Regions from separate parts of the Mus musculus genome. Here region 1 is linked to region 2. A link is a contact called in public promoter capture Hi-C data. All regions are on one chromosome and are shown on one strand. Each heading gives the region's core, a stretch centred on a gene start, on an enhancer-like site or on the middle of the called end of the contact. The rest is flanking DNA. Distances are from core to core; before and after follow the strand shown.

Region 1 (6,305 bases), core at 750-3,249, 110 kb after region 2:
GAGGACTGCATATAACATTCTGTAGCAACCAGAGTCTATTTTTAACTTTGAAAAGCTTGTCCTCAATCACACTAGAAACTCTCTCTCCCCACAGCTCTGCCCCATTCAACCCCAACCTGAGATTCCTGATGTCACAAATTCCACTTCTTTTGTACACACTTTAATGTGGGTTTATCATTGTCTTTTAAATATAATTAAAGAATAAAAGTAGAGGCCAGTGAGATGACTCAGCAGGTAAAGGCCCCGGCTGCTGCCAACCCTGACAACTAGAGTTCAGTCCCTAAGATCCACATGGTAGGAAAACATCCACTCCTGAAAGTTGTCCTCTGAAATTCACACTACAGCATGCACAACTGTAAACTCCTGAGTGTGCATGCACGTGCACACACACACACACACACACACACACACACAAATAAGTAAATAAATAATTACATGACATTATTTTAAATAATAGGTGAAGTTACAAGCCAAAAATATACCAATAATGATATCATAGTCTTATAAGTGTCTCCATGTTAATAAGAAAACATGTGTTTTCCTATTTGTTAATGTCCACTTCCTTTCATTTCAAGGTGAAGACTCCTGGAATTTCTTGTAAGGCAGGTCTGGAAGTGATGGACCCCTCCTGTTCAAATTCTCTGTGAATATTTAAATTTCTCCCTCACATTTAAAAAAAAATGTTAAGTAATTGGCTATTATTGGGGCTCTATTTCTCCCTCTCCCTCTCCCTCTCCCTCTCCCTCTCCCTCTCCCTCTCCCTCTCCCTCTCCCTCTCCCTCTCCCTCTCCCTCTCCCTCTCCCTCCCCACTTCAAATATATGATCTCAGGTCCTCTTACCTTACAAAAAGAATGTGACAGTCAAGGACAAGCTCCTCAAGGGTCTCTTGGTCTTGGACACCATTAGTTGCTGTTCTTTCAGACACTCAAGATCAGGCCTGTGCTTCCAGCCTTCCTGTGTAAATAAATTACAATTCCCATGGGTCTCATTGGGCTTCCCCTGGAGGTGTTGAGCTGTTTGTATTAGATTATTTAGGTCTTTCCTTAAACTTAGCAGTTTGGGGCCATTGTTTCTTCAGATAAGATGAACAGCTGTGTCTTCTCCTAAGACTCCCAGACTACACATGGGTCTGGAAAGCCTGCAGGTTTCTTCATTCTTGTTCTTCATGAGCAACAATTTCAGATGACCTACACTCACCTTCATCCATTTGTTTCTTCTGCCTGTTGAATCTCCTGGCAAGCCCCTCTACTGCATGCTTATTCAATTACTACATTCTGGGTCCTAGACTTTAACTTATCCCTCTTTTAAAAGGTTACTCCTCTATTGATACTTCCATTGGATTCATTTGTACTGTTTCTGATCTCCTTTTGATCTTTGTGTTTTTCTTTAGCTGTTTGAGTAAATTGAACACAGATATTAAAAATAAATATTGTCTAATAGACAAAGTCCATACAGCTTGAGTTTCTTTTGGGGAGGGGGGATCGATTTTGTCCCTTTGAATCGATGGCATCTCTCTAGTTTTTGTTTGTTTTTTGTATACCTGTGGTAATTGATTGAATGTTGGACATGTGGATGAAGAAGTCCCCCCTTTTTCAGTCATGCAGATAACTCAAGAAAGGAAGGCTGTCACTAATGTGGCTAGCTGAGGGCTCCATGTCATCTGCAGCCTTCCTGACATTTGCCTTCCCTGGTCCTTTCTGTATCCTTTCCTCCTGTTCCAGTTTTCACAGTTACATGGCCAGTGTTACTAACTACAGTTCCCTTTTAAGAATTCACCTCTGCTGCTTCTTGTGGCTTTGGCAGTTCTATTGTGTTCCTTGCTCTATCACATCTCAGCCATAGGTGCTCACCAGTCTTTATACACCATAGACCCTGCTACCCACACAGAGATAACCACCCTGAGAGTCAAATTATGATGGCATTCCCCTATGACCTTCAAATCAGGCAGGAGAGAAAGCAGTTCACCCAGTGTCTCCTGAATAGGTCAGGACACTGCAAACAAGTTCCAGCCTTCTCCATGCACCTGGAGTTGGGTGGCTTCCCCTTGTTTGCACTGCACCACACCAAAGGTGTGGCAAGAAAGGACAAGAAAGAATGACACAAAATACCCTGCATTCTGAGAGTGGTTTTAGCTGCTCAACTGTTGCAGGCCCTTCACTGATTTCTAAGGTTCTCACAGAGCTACTTTGGGCAATCTGTTATTGTTTGATATTTCTGTGAGGAAACAAGGACCAGTAGGTTCCTTCTATTCTGTGTTCACGTCCTACCACTAGTAATACCTTTTAAAATGTTACCTAAATATTTAGCTATGACTTCACCCTCTTTCCTTTTTCCATGATACTATTTTATTGAGCAAATACTTTGTGCCAAACACTATTAATATGGTTTATTTATCTAAAGCTTACTGTTGTTTAGGCAATATTGTTGAATCCATTACATAGAAGGAAAAACTGAGGCAAAGAGAGAAAAATCACCTAAATGAACCTAGAACGGACAAAAGGAGAGGCAGAATTGTTTGTCTTCAGTGGAAAGCTTGAAGAGTATTTGTGGTCACATGTGACTTAGTTAGGGGGTAGCCCCCAAGTCATTCCCTACTTCTCTGGAGTCTATCAATGTCTTAAGATGGGATCTCACTATACTAGACTCACACTGGAATGTGACTATGGAAGTGGGTTGTCTCGTCCCTGAAAGCAGGAGTGAAGTTTGGTATCTAATCTTACCTAGGAGGGCAAGAGAGGACCAAGTCCAGCCTTTTGGTGGGTGAATGGCCAAGGAGATGAAATAAAGTGGAGCTTCAGGAAGCTGAGGGACCTCACCTGTCGCACTGCCAACGTCTTTGAGCAGATTTGTGGCCTGCAGCAAGGAGATCACCTGGCCTTGATTCTGCCCCGAGTGCCCGAGTGGTGGTTGGTGACAGTGGGCTGCATGCGAACAGGTCAGTGATTCACACACGGGACCCATTAGACCTCAGTGCTGGGACTGTAGGTGCTGTGGACACAGCCTAGTACAGATGAAGCTCTGGGGCTCCAGTCTTGGCTTCTATGCTGGGACCACGGAGGAAACCTCTGTCCTTCCATCTGAGGCTGGACAGCTCGGCTGGAGATAAAACGTTGTCTCTTCCTCACATCTTCCTTATTCTTCAAGTCTGTCTCTTTCTCCCACTCCCATGTGTTCTCACACCTTCTTTCTCTTTCCCTAACACTCTGGAATTAATATGCTCTAAATACAATATCATGCACTCCTCGCTTCCTCTCTCAGAATCCGTTGTGCATATCGTGAAACTACAAATACCAGGTAAGTACCCATGAGCACAGGAACATAAAAATCTGCTAAAACCCAAGATGTTCCCTTCACAAACTCACAGGGGAGTTATGACACAAGCCTAACTTCAGCGTATTATAGTTGCCTATACATAAGTAACAAACTTTCTTTGATTATCCAAACAGTATCCTTTAGAGCCAGTTTCTCTTTAAATCCAACAGAGAATCGTGCACTGTATATAGTAGTCAGATCTGCTCCATCTCCTTTAACCTACAGGATTTCAGACTTCTCTGCATGGCAGCGGCAGTTTTGAAGCATCCAAGCCAGTTGTTTTGCAAACTGCAGCTCAGGTTTGGGATTTATGATTCTTCCATTGTAGCTCTCCTCACCTGAGTTGCATCTGACTGCAATCCTACAAAACAAGGTTGTGCCTTCCTCAGCACACATGTCAGAATGTGTGAAGTGGGCTTTACCCCAATTCAGGGATAAATATTTCATCGCTTAATGTCAGGCAGTGTGATGTGTTTATAAAAAGATAAAGAGTTAGGGGTTATGTTATATGGGGGTATGGTGAGGTATGGGGAAAGGGTGTGGGTGCCTCAGTGGGTCCATGCTGAGGCATCCCTTGCCCCTGAAGGACCAGCCACACAACAGTATAGTATAGAATAGAGTTTACTCAGGGCATGGGAAGGGGAGTTAAGAGGGTAGTAGAGGCAGAGAAAGGCAGAGAGAGGGAGAGAGTAGAGAAGTAGAGGCCGGCCATGACCATGTTGGGGGGCGGGGAATGGGGAGAGAGGGGGAGCAAGAGGAAGCAAGAGGGAGCAAGAGAACAAGAGGCAAGAGAGAGAAGCAAGAAAAGGGAAGGGGGCAAGCAGCCCCTTTTATAGTGGGTCAGGCCTACCTGGCTGTTGTCAGGTAATTATGGGGAGGAGCATACCTGGCTTTTGCCAGGTAACTGTGGGGTGGAGCTTAGACAGAATGCTAACACAGTATCCACCTGCTTCCCCTGCATTATGCTGCAAATCTTTTTCCCCAAAAAGACTTTTATATGATTTGGCTCTCTGTCAACGCTACTATTGTGGCCTTATAGGGATGTTTTCCATTTGTATCATAACATTGACATGCTATTTATTAAAAATCACACACAGAGATTTCCCTTCCTTTTGCAATTACTTATCTACCTTTATGTATAATCTAGAATCCACATGGTTTTGTATTTCAGGCTTTCATTGCTGTGGTCAACAGTTGGGAAAATATCAAACTAAAAGCAGAAAGGTTTGCCTTGACTCACAATTTCAGCCCATGGCTGCCTGGCTCTGTTGCTGCCTGAGGCAGATCATCATGTATCCATGTGATAGAACAAAGTATCTAGGCCAACTCATAGAATCAGGAAACAAAACACAAGAGTCAGGAAGAGATCCAGAACATGACACTTCCAATGACTCACTTCATCAAAGACTCCTCCCCAGTAGTTCATCCAAATTATAAGCCACCTATAGATTAATCTGTTCATTAGCTCAGAGGCCTTGTCATCCAAACACCTTTCAGTGCCTTTGGTCTACCAGCTGGGGATCAAGCCTTTAACATATGAGCCTTTGCAAACTGTAGAACTCATACAATCTTGCAATCACCTTCCTCATCTCAGCATGCATATTCTGTAACATGTCTTTCTTCTCTCCTGCCCTCTCTTCCTGCTTCCTTCCCTTCCTTTATTTTCCTTCCCTTTCACTATCTAACAGAGTACAACATGGAACCAAGAACTACTAGCATAGGCAAAGAGAACATAGAAAGAAAAACTATGTTTCTATAACCAAGAAATGGATAATGGGAAGCCCAAGGCTATATAGCTGAGTTCTCTGAGGTGAGCAGAATTAAAGAAGGCTACAAGCAAAGAAAGGTGGTCCAATAATGGGTTCTCCACATGCAAAGACAGGAGGACTCACACACACACAAAGGCATGCATGCACACACACACAAACATGCATTCATATGCACACATACATACACAAAGGCATGCATGCACACACACACAAACATGCATACACATGAACACACACACATACATATACACATACATGTGCCCACAGTGTACACACTTACATGCATACACACAGCCAATTTAAAAGAGAAAAATAGAGAGGAAGAAAGGTAGATAAATAGTGGGAGGTGCCTACAATGTCAGATGTCAGAATAGGAAACAGGGTATCTTCTTGGAGACAGAGGGCACAGGCATTCTGCAAAGAAGAGATGTGGATAGAAAGGTCTGTGCTTTGTGTACTTGAGGTGGTAGGAGGATTCAGAAGAGGGCCTCTAGTAAGGATGTGATTTTAGTGGAGCAGCCAGGCTTGAACTCATTGGTGGCAATTATGCTGGTATTGATAAAGAGAACATATAAGAACATGCAGAGGACAATGTAACTAAACTTGAGGTAAAAGAAACAGAGGATATTCTAGATGACTTTAAGAGAGTGATGGGGAAGAAGAGGAAATGGAACAGGGAGTATTGAATGTCAGTTCTGAATGTCAGCAATGTTGTTCATGCAGAGACTGCTACCCAATCTGGCCGAATGTGTGTGGCTTAAGATCCATCTACCCTCTGTTTGGACTCATCTAGAGTCGAAAGAAATAAGGAAGAGCCTACAATTTTTATGTTTGTAGGAATCAGTTGGAGATATTAAGATTCTGCTTATGAATGTGCAATTATGAGGATGAGATTTGGCACAGGATGTGAGATGTCACATGATGTAGATGGTCAGTGGGCCATACTTTGCACAGTATTATGGGAATTCTCAGCAGATGATCTGGGCCTAAGCACATGGATGTGAAAGCAAGCCATCCTTTCTCACCCCTAGGGATCATCTTCATGCCTGGGACTACCCAACTGAAAGCCAAGGACATTCTCTACCGAATACAAATATCTCGAGCCAAAGCCATTGTGACCACAGCTAGCCTTGTCCCAGAGGTGGAATCTGTGGCTTCTGAGTGTCCTGATCTGAAAACCAAGCTGGTGGTGTCTGATCACAGCCATGAAGGGTGGCTTGATT
Region 2 (6,002 bases), core at 302-2,801:
CATTGTTATGGCCAGAGTTTTCACCCTTCAGCTTTCTGCTGCCCCAGCTCTTATCAAATACTGACAGACACAGGGATATTGAAATTCTATCACCTGAAGATAGCTCATTTGTCCATATATCTGGGTGTGTAGAACATATCTCTAGAAACTGCTGCAAATTCAGGCATGGGCTTATTGCCTAGGACCCAGTGAAGACACTGTGGCCAAGGCAGTCAGGGAGAAAGAAATGCTGCTCACGTGGACATGGGCCTGGTTGACCTGACGAGATCAGAGGAGGAACATGGCGTATGATTGCTACACAGCCTGTGTGACAACCCCTCATCCCCCTCTAGTGTTAAGAACAATGCTCTGAGGTCCTGTGCTGGGGTATGGGGACTTTGTCAGGTTAGATTTTATCCAAAAATACATACATACATACATACATACATACATACATACATACATACAATAAAAAAAGCAAAACACAGAAATCACTTTGAACTTATTACCCATGGAAAACCCCAACACAGTATCTGGCAGTGAAAAAATATTAAATGAATCTTCACCTTTGCTACTTGAGGACTCAACAAAGAATCACGACCTCTCCCAAATGAAGGAGTATTCTGAGTGCAGGAGTGCCAGAGTGCAGAGGATCCCAAATCTACACCCACGTGTCCTGATGTGCCTGTGTGAAGGGGAGACACACTGGGAATTAACTAAAACTACACAGCAACTAAAACTACACAGCATTAGAAAGGGGCCCGTCCTAGAGAGGGAGGAATGGTGGTCAGAGGAGGAGTGGCAAAAGACTGCTGGTGGAGACAGTTCTGGTCTGAGGGAGTCCCGGGGCTGTTCCATGTGAGACTTTAAGGTAGGATACCGTGTAGAAGGGGCATCTGGGCAGGAAGACTCAGGCATGGAGCTGCACTGTGCTGGAAACAATTACGGGGTGGGGTGGAGCACAAATTAACCTGTGGGAGCTTCGGAAGCTGGTTCTGGTGATAGCTACACTAATGGCATCCCAATGGCTGTGGATCAGGATGGTTTTTTGCTGCTGTTCTCAAAGAAGCAGCCTGCCTGCCTGCCATGCACCCATATCACAGCTTTGGCTTTAACCCTTGAGGAAGTAGGGAGCATTAGAAAGCTTTCTATTTGATCTCAACAGCTTTATTTAGGTAATATCCAGTTTTTTTTTCTTTCCAGTAAATTTATGTAATTGTCCTGCCTTGGCCCCCATCCAAGAGCCATTTTATTCGTTCAAAGAATCCTGCTCACATCCTTTGCCAAGCTATTCCTTCAGGGTCACATTTTTTATCTTTAAGCCCTGGGCAAAGGGTATTGGGGGTGCAGAAGGGGGCATTCAGGTGAAAAACAGATAGGATCTGGTTTATTGTCCTTTCTGTTAAAGCAGCATAAAGCTCTCATTTGAATTCCAGGGAGCACGTGTACTAGTGTGCCAGTCCCTAACAGGCTGACTCCAGGCCAAGGTTTATCTTGCAGGCACTGTTTGCCTGGGAAACCCTGGCAGGGAGCTGCTTTCACCAGCTCACAGTGTCCTGACCCTCTGAAACTTGAAGCTGCTGACTTCTAACCCTGTTTTCTCCAGGCTGTGCTTGGGGCTAAAGCTCCCTGTCCCAATCCTGCCTTCATCGCTTCTGGGGAAATCTTCTCAGGAGCTTTTAGGTCTGCCTTGCTGCTGCAGTGAAACGCAGATGCCTTTTGTGTACCTCAGATTTTAAAACAAGGTAACTGAGCAAGAAACCCTTCACTGGCACGTGCCACCTACCCAGAGACCTTTGGGGATTAAATCAAGGATAGGAATGGCACAATGTGACCTTAGGAAATTGTCAGGAAAGACCTGAAGGCTGTGGAGGTCAGCCATCAAGAAGGGAAGAGTCAAAGAAACGGGTGTGTGTGAGGCAGAATACAGGAGCGATGTCCGGGAGATCCGAGGCTCTAAACCCGGTGTTAGTGGCTACGAGCCAAAGGCTGAACCTAGACTTTTCTGGAAAGTGAGAGTCGGAAGTAACTGTTTCCCTTCTAAGCCGCCTCCTCTAATGAGGAAAGTAGAATTTGGGAGAGAGTTGTCACAGGGCTTCATGAAAAGCTTTTTGTGTAGTTCTTACCGTTGATCGAGCGCTTATGTTATTATACACAATAATGGGTTTCAGCGAGGCTTTTCAGACCCGGATAAAATGTGTTTTCATCCTAATCATCCTCGTTTCCACTCTTTGTCCCTTTCCATCCCCACTGATGCCCTCCTCCTCCTCCTGCTCCTCCTCCTCCTCTCCCTCCTCCTCCTCCTCCTCTCCCTCCTCCTCCTCTCCCTCTTCCTCCTTCTCAACTAGTCCCTCTCTGGCATTTTTGGTTTTTTAAGTTATTATTTCCTGAACCCAGTGAGTTTAATTAGAGTTACTTACAAAAGCATGGATAGTTTCAGGTGCATGGGCAATTTATTGATGTGAAATTGTTGTTGGGTTTTTTGTTTTTTGTTTTTGTTTTCGCAATATGCTCTGTGCACAGTCAGCCTTCAGTGGTTGTGGGAATGGGCCTTTCCTGCTGTTTAAACTATTATCATTGTCTTACTGTTACCCTGTTCTGTTATCACTAGAGGAATTTGCCCCAAGGGACTGAAACTGAAAGTGTCCCCAGGCTACAGATATCTCTGGGATCCTGTGAACATGCAGAGTCACACTCACAGGTGGGAGCCAAGGCACAGCTCTGGGGACCACTCATGCTCTAAGGTCCTATCCCCTGAACAGCAAGGCCCTAAAACAGCTCTGACCACTGGCAGCTCCTGGCACTTAAGAAACCTAGCTGTTGTGTTAGCCTCAAGTGCACACTCTGCTTGCAGTCTCGGTACAAAAGACAAGTGATATGTTGTTCACATGCCTGGCTAAGTACCATATATATTATCTAATTTGTTTCCTTTTTACTTCCCTGCATCTCAGTGCTATAAATCTCTGTGTGGCATGTGTGGCTAGCATTTTGGTTCTACTGGGCAGAGTTGAGCTGTTTGAGATGACGTCATATACTGCACAAATTAGCTGAAATGTCCCACTGTGGCCTCTAATTATTTACCAGTTGAAACATACCAGTGGCTATGTAATTATTTACCAGTTGAAACAGTTAAGAAGTGGGTTAAGAACCTAGGGAGATAATTCAGTCAACAAAATCTTTGTCCTGCAAATATGAGGGCCTAATTCTATCCCAGAACCTATATGGAGGAGCTGGAGACAGGAGGACTCCTGGGGTGCACTGGCCAGCCAGCATAGCCTAACTGATCAGTTATAAGACAATGAGAGATCTTGCCTCAAAGGGGGGGGGGCAGTGCCTAAAAAAACAACAGTCAAGGCTTCCATATGCACCTAAACACACACACCTAAGCACACATGTGTATCTAAAAACACATACACAATCCATATACACAAACACATAAAACGCATGTTGATTGCTTTTAAAACAGCAAAATTACTGTCATTGGGGGATCCCCTTGAAGGCCTAAGTTTTAAGAACTGGGCTGTGAATGGATGGTCTCAGATACATGCAGACCCTGATACAGAGAGAGGTAGGAGAGGACTTCCCGTTCAGAGAAGAGACACTTCCAGTGTCACAGCCGAATGACTGTCAGTATGAGCTACACTGCCACACACATGGCTGGTTACAGACTCCTCCTCAACCCAAATTCCAGAATTCAACATTATACCCTCTCCTCTTTGGTGACAGGCAGAAGTTGATAGAAGTCATGAGGTTGTGGCTAAGAGGCCTGGCCTGCCAGGCTCTGAGGAGTTCCTGGGGAGTCTGCAGGATTCACACACAGCCACCACCTCCCCCGATCCCTGAGGTGGTAGCTACCTGGGAAGCCATCAGCCTGGGGAGGCAGCCAGTGCCCGAGTACTTCAACTTTGCTCATGATGTGTTGGATGTGTGGAGTCAGCTGGAAAAGGTGAGGCTCATCCTTCCCTGGTGTCCCACTCGGGCATCTGAAGTCCCCCAGATACTGTGGTGAGAGTCAAGACTGTAAGATAAGCACATCTCAACACCGTGACCTGGGAACTTGGCAAGTCCTAAAATCGAAACTGTTAGCACTAAAGCCTGAGGCCTGAAGGGGACAAATTAGACCCACGTGGTGTGAGCCAGACATACCTTGAACCATGTGCTTAAAGTGTCACTCGGTCTGAGCCCAGATCACAGAGGACATCTGTGCCTGCTCTGTGTCCTCTTCCGATGGATTCTATAAGCAGAAGGGAGCTCTGTTATGATGATATTCTGTCTCTTGTGCTCTGTGCTCTTCCCTTCGGAGTAGGAGAAATGGGGGCTTTCATCTCTAGACTTTAACCAAATAAACTCTTCCCTAAATTGCCTTTTGGTCATGGAATTTTATCAAAGCAACAAAAACTAACAGTTATGCAACCTTGCAGAACTTTTCTAAAAAAAAAAAAAAATCAATGAGTTGTGGGCTTTTATGTAGTGATTTGTGGGTGAAGTGGGGTAATGGTTTAATTAAACAGGGAGGAACGTGGGAGAGTGTAAGTCGTCTTACCTTTTACATTAAAATGTTGGTATGGGAAATTTGCTTATGTTTGTCTAACTCAACACTGAGAGGATACATAAGTAACAAATAAAACTGACCACTCTCTGACCTACAGGGAAAGTGCAAACCTTTTGGTTTGTGTTTGACTGGTTGGCTTTTAGTTTTATGAAGGAAGGTCTCATGTAGACAAGGCTAGCCCTAAATTCACTATGCAGTCACCCATGACCTTGGATTCCTGATCCTCTTGCTTCTGTCTCCTAAGTCCTGGATTTACAGGCATGCTACACAGCACCTGGTTTATTCAATGCTGAGGGCTGAACCCAGAACTTGGTGAATGTCAAGCTAGCACTCCATCAACTGACTCATACCCTTGGCCCATTGTTTTGATTTTTGAACTCAGTGATCAGATAACTTTGTTGTGGGAATTTCCAACCCCAATAAGCCCATATGAAAAACACATAATTCAGTTATTATAATTATAAGCTATAAGCCTATATTGGGCAGATCTAACACTATACTAACTTATTCCCCAGCTATAGGACCCCTTGCTACTTGTGGTTTCTCCTGGCCACATAGTTCTTCTCCATCATGGCTTCCTCCTCCTCTTCTTCTGTTCTTTCCCCTTCCCCTCTCATCCTCTTCTACCTCTCCACCTACCTCCACTCTCAAAACTTCCATCCCAGCTTTCCCCTCCACTGCCCTATCACAGGCTCTAGCTTTCATTGAGCAGTTAAAGTGGGGAGATAGTTCCCATGAGATCACCTGAGTATGTGATGGGCTGCTCATCAGGGGCAAGCCTCTTGAGGAAGCAGTATTAACATGAGAATACAAACAGCACCAGGATAACCTGCAACATTTCCCTCTAATTCTTCAATTAAAAAGGCCCCTTCAATTAAAAAGGCCCCTTCTTCTATGGTAACAAATATATAGGAGGAATTACTCAACACAACGACTGTAAAAAGGTTTTTCTTAAAAAAAACAAATGAGCAAAACCACTCAATAATGGTTTCTATTTTTTTCCTGGCTGCACTCACTGTCCAGACAGGGCACCGGCCCCCAAATCCTGCATTCTGGTGGGTGAACGGCTCAGGAACAGAAGTCAAGTGGACATTTGAGGAGCTGGGGAAGCAGTCGAGGAAGGCAGCCAATGTCTTAGAGGGTGTGTGTGGCCTGCAACCTGGAGACAGAATGATGCTGGTGCTTCCGAGACTCCCAGATTGGTGGCTGATCAGCGTGGCTTGTATGCGAACAGGTCAGTGAGCAAGGTTAGCACTCCTTCCATTAGATCTGAGACTGCCCACCAGAGTTTTGTGCTTCTCACCAATCACAAGATTTGGAAGATGGAACAAAGGGAATCGCATATGGGGTTCACCCTTCCTTTGCCCAGCAATCACAGACCAGATTGCATACAGTGGCCAGACAATGACATGAGGAGAGGAAAAAAAAAAAAAAGAGCTGGGCAGTGGTGGCACACGTCTTTAATCCCAGC

What was found. Promoter capture Hi-C pulls out the DNA fragments that hold promoters and counts their contacts.
Region 1: a contact with region 2 is called in a promoter capture Hi-C map of liver. The contact joins the enhancer-like site here to the promoter of Acsm5 in region 2. A contact is called at or near these places in 6 of 39 promoter capture datasets (cranial neural crest, embryonic stem cells, epiblast stem cells and 1 more), 8 of 484 Hi-C or Micro-C datasets (liver and nephron progenitors), 6 of 115 datasets of contacts at active chromatin or transcription factors (hepatocytes, intestinal villus epithelium, kidney and 1 more) and 4 of 9 other capture datasets (adipose tissue, embryonic stem cells, liver and 1 more).

What each region holds. Positions count from the first base shown.
Region 1 is chr7:119,630,337-119,636,641 of GRCm38.p6, forward strand. Acsm1 (acyl-CoA synthetase medium-chain family member 1) reads left to right here. Exons shown (of 14, transcript NM_054094.6): 3 at 2,726-2,936; 4 at 6,114-6,305. Gm19950 (a long non-coding RNA gene) reads right to left here. Exons shown (of 4, transcript XR_869907.2): 2 at 841-955. Among named protein-coding and RNA genes, the nearest start is that of Gm19950, 9.0 kb to the right of the region's middle. Within about 2 kb of position 2,000, at least 3 of the 459 cell types and tissues checked have an H3K27ac peak or open chromatin away from gene starts, as enhancers often do. A contact at or near this core is called in hepatocytes and liver, where this site is marked.
Region 2 is chr7:119,524,714-119,530,715 of GRCm38.p6, forward strand. Acsm5 (acyl-CoA synthetase medium-chain family member 5) reads left to right here and starts at 1,552. Exons shown (of 14, transcript NM_178758.3): 1 at 1,552-1,724; 2 at 3,706-3,925; 3 at 5,555-5,765. The coding sequence starts at 3,725. It also overlaps a transcript of Pdilt not described here.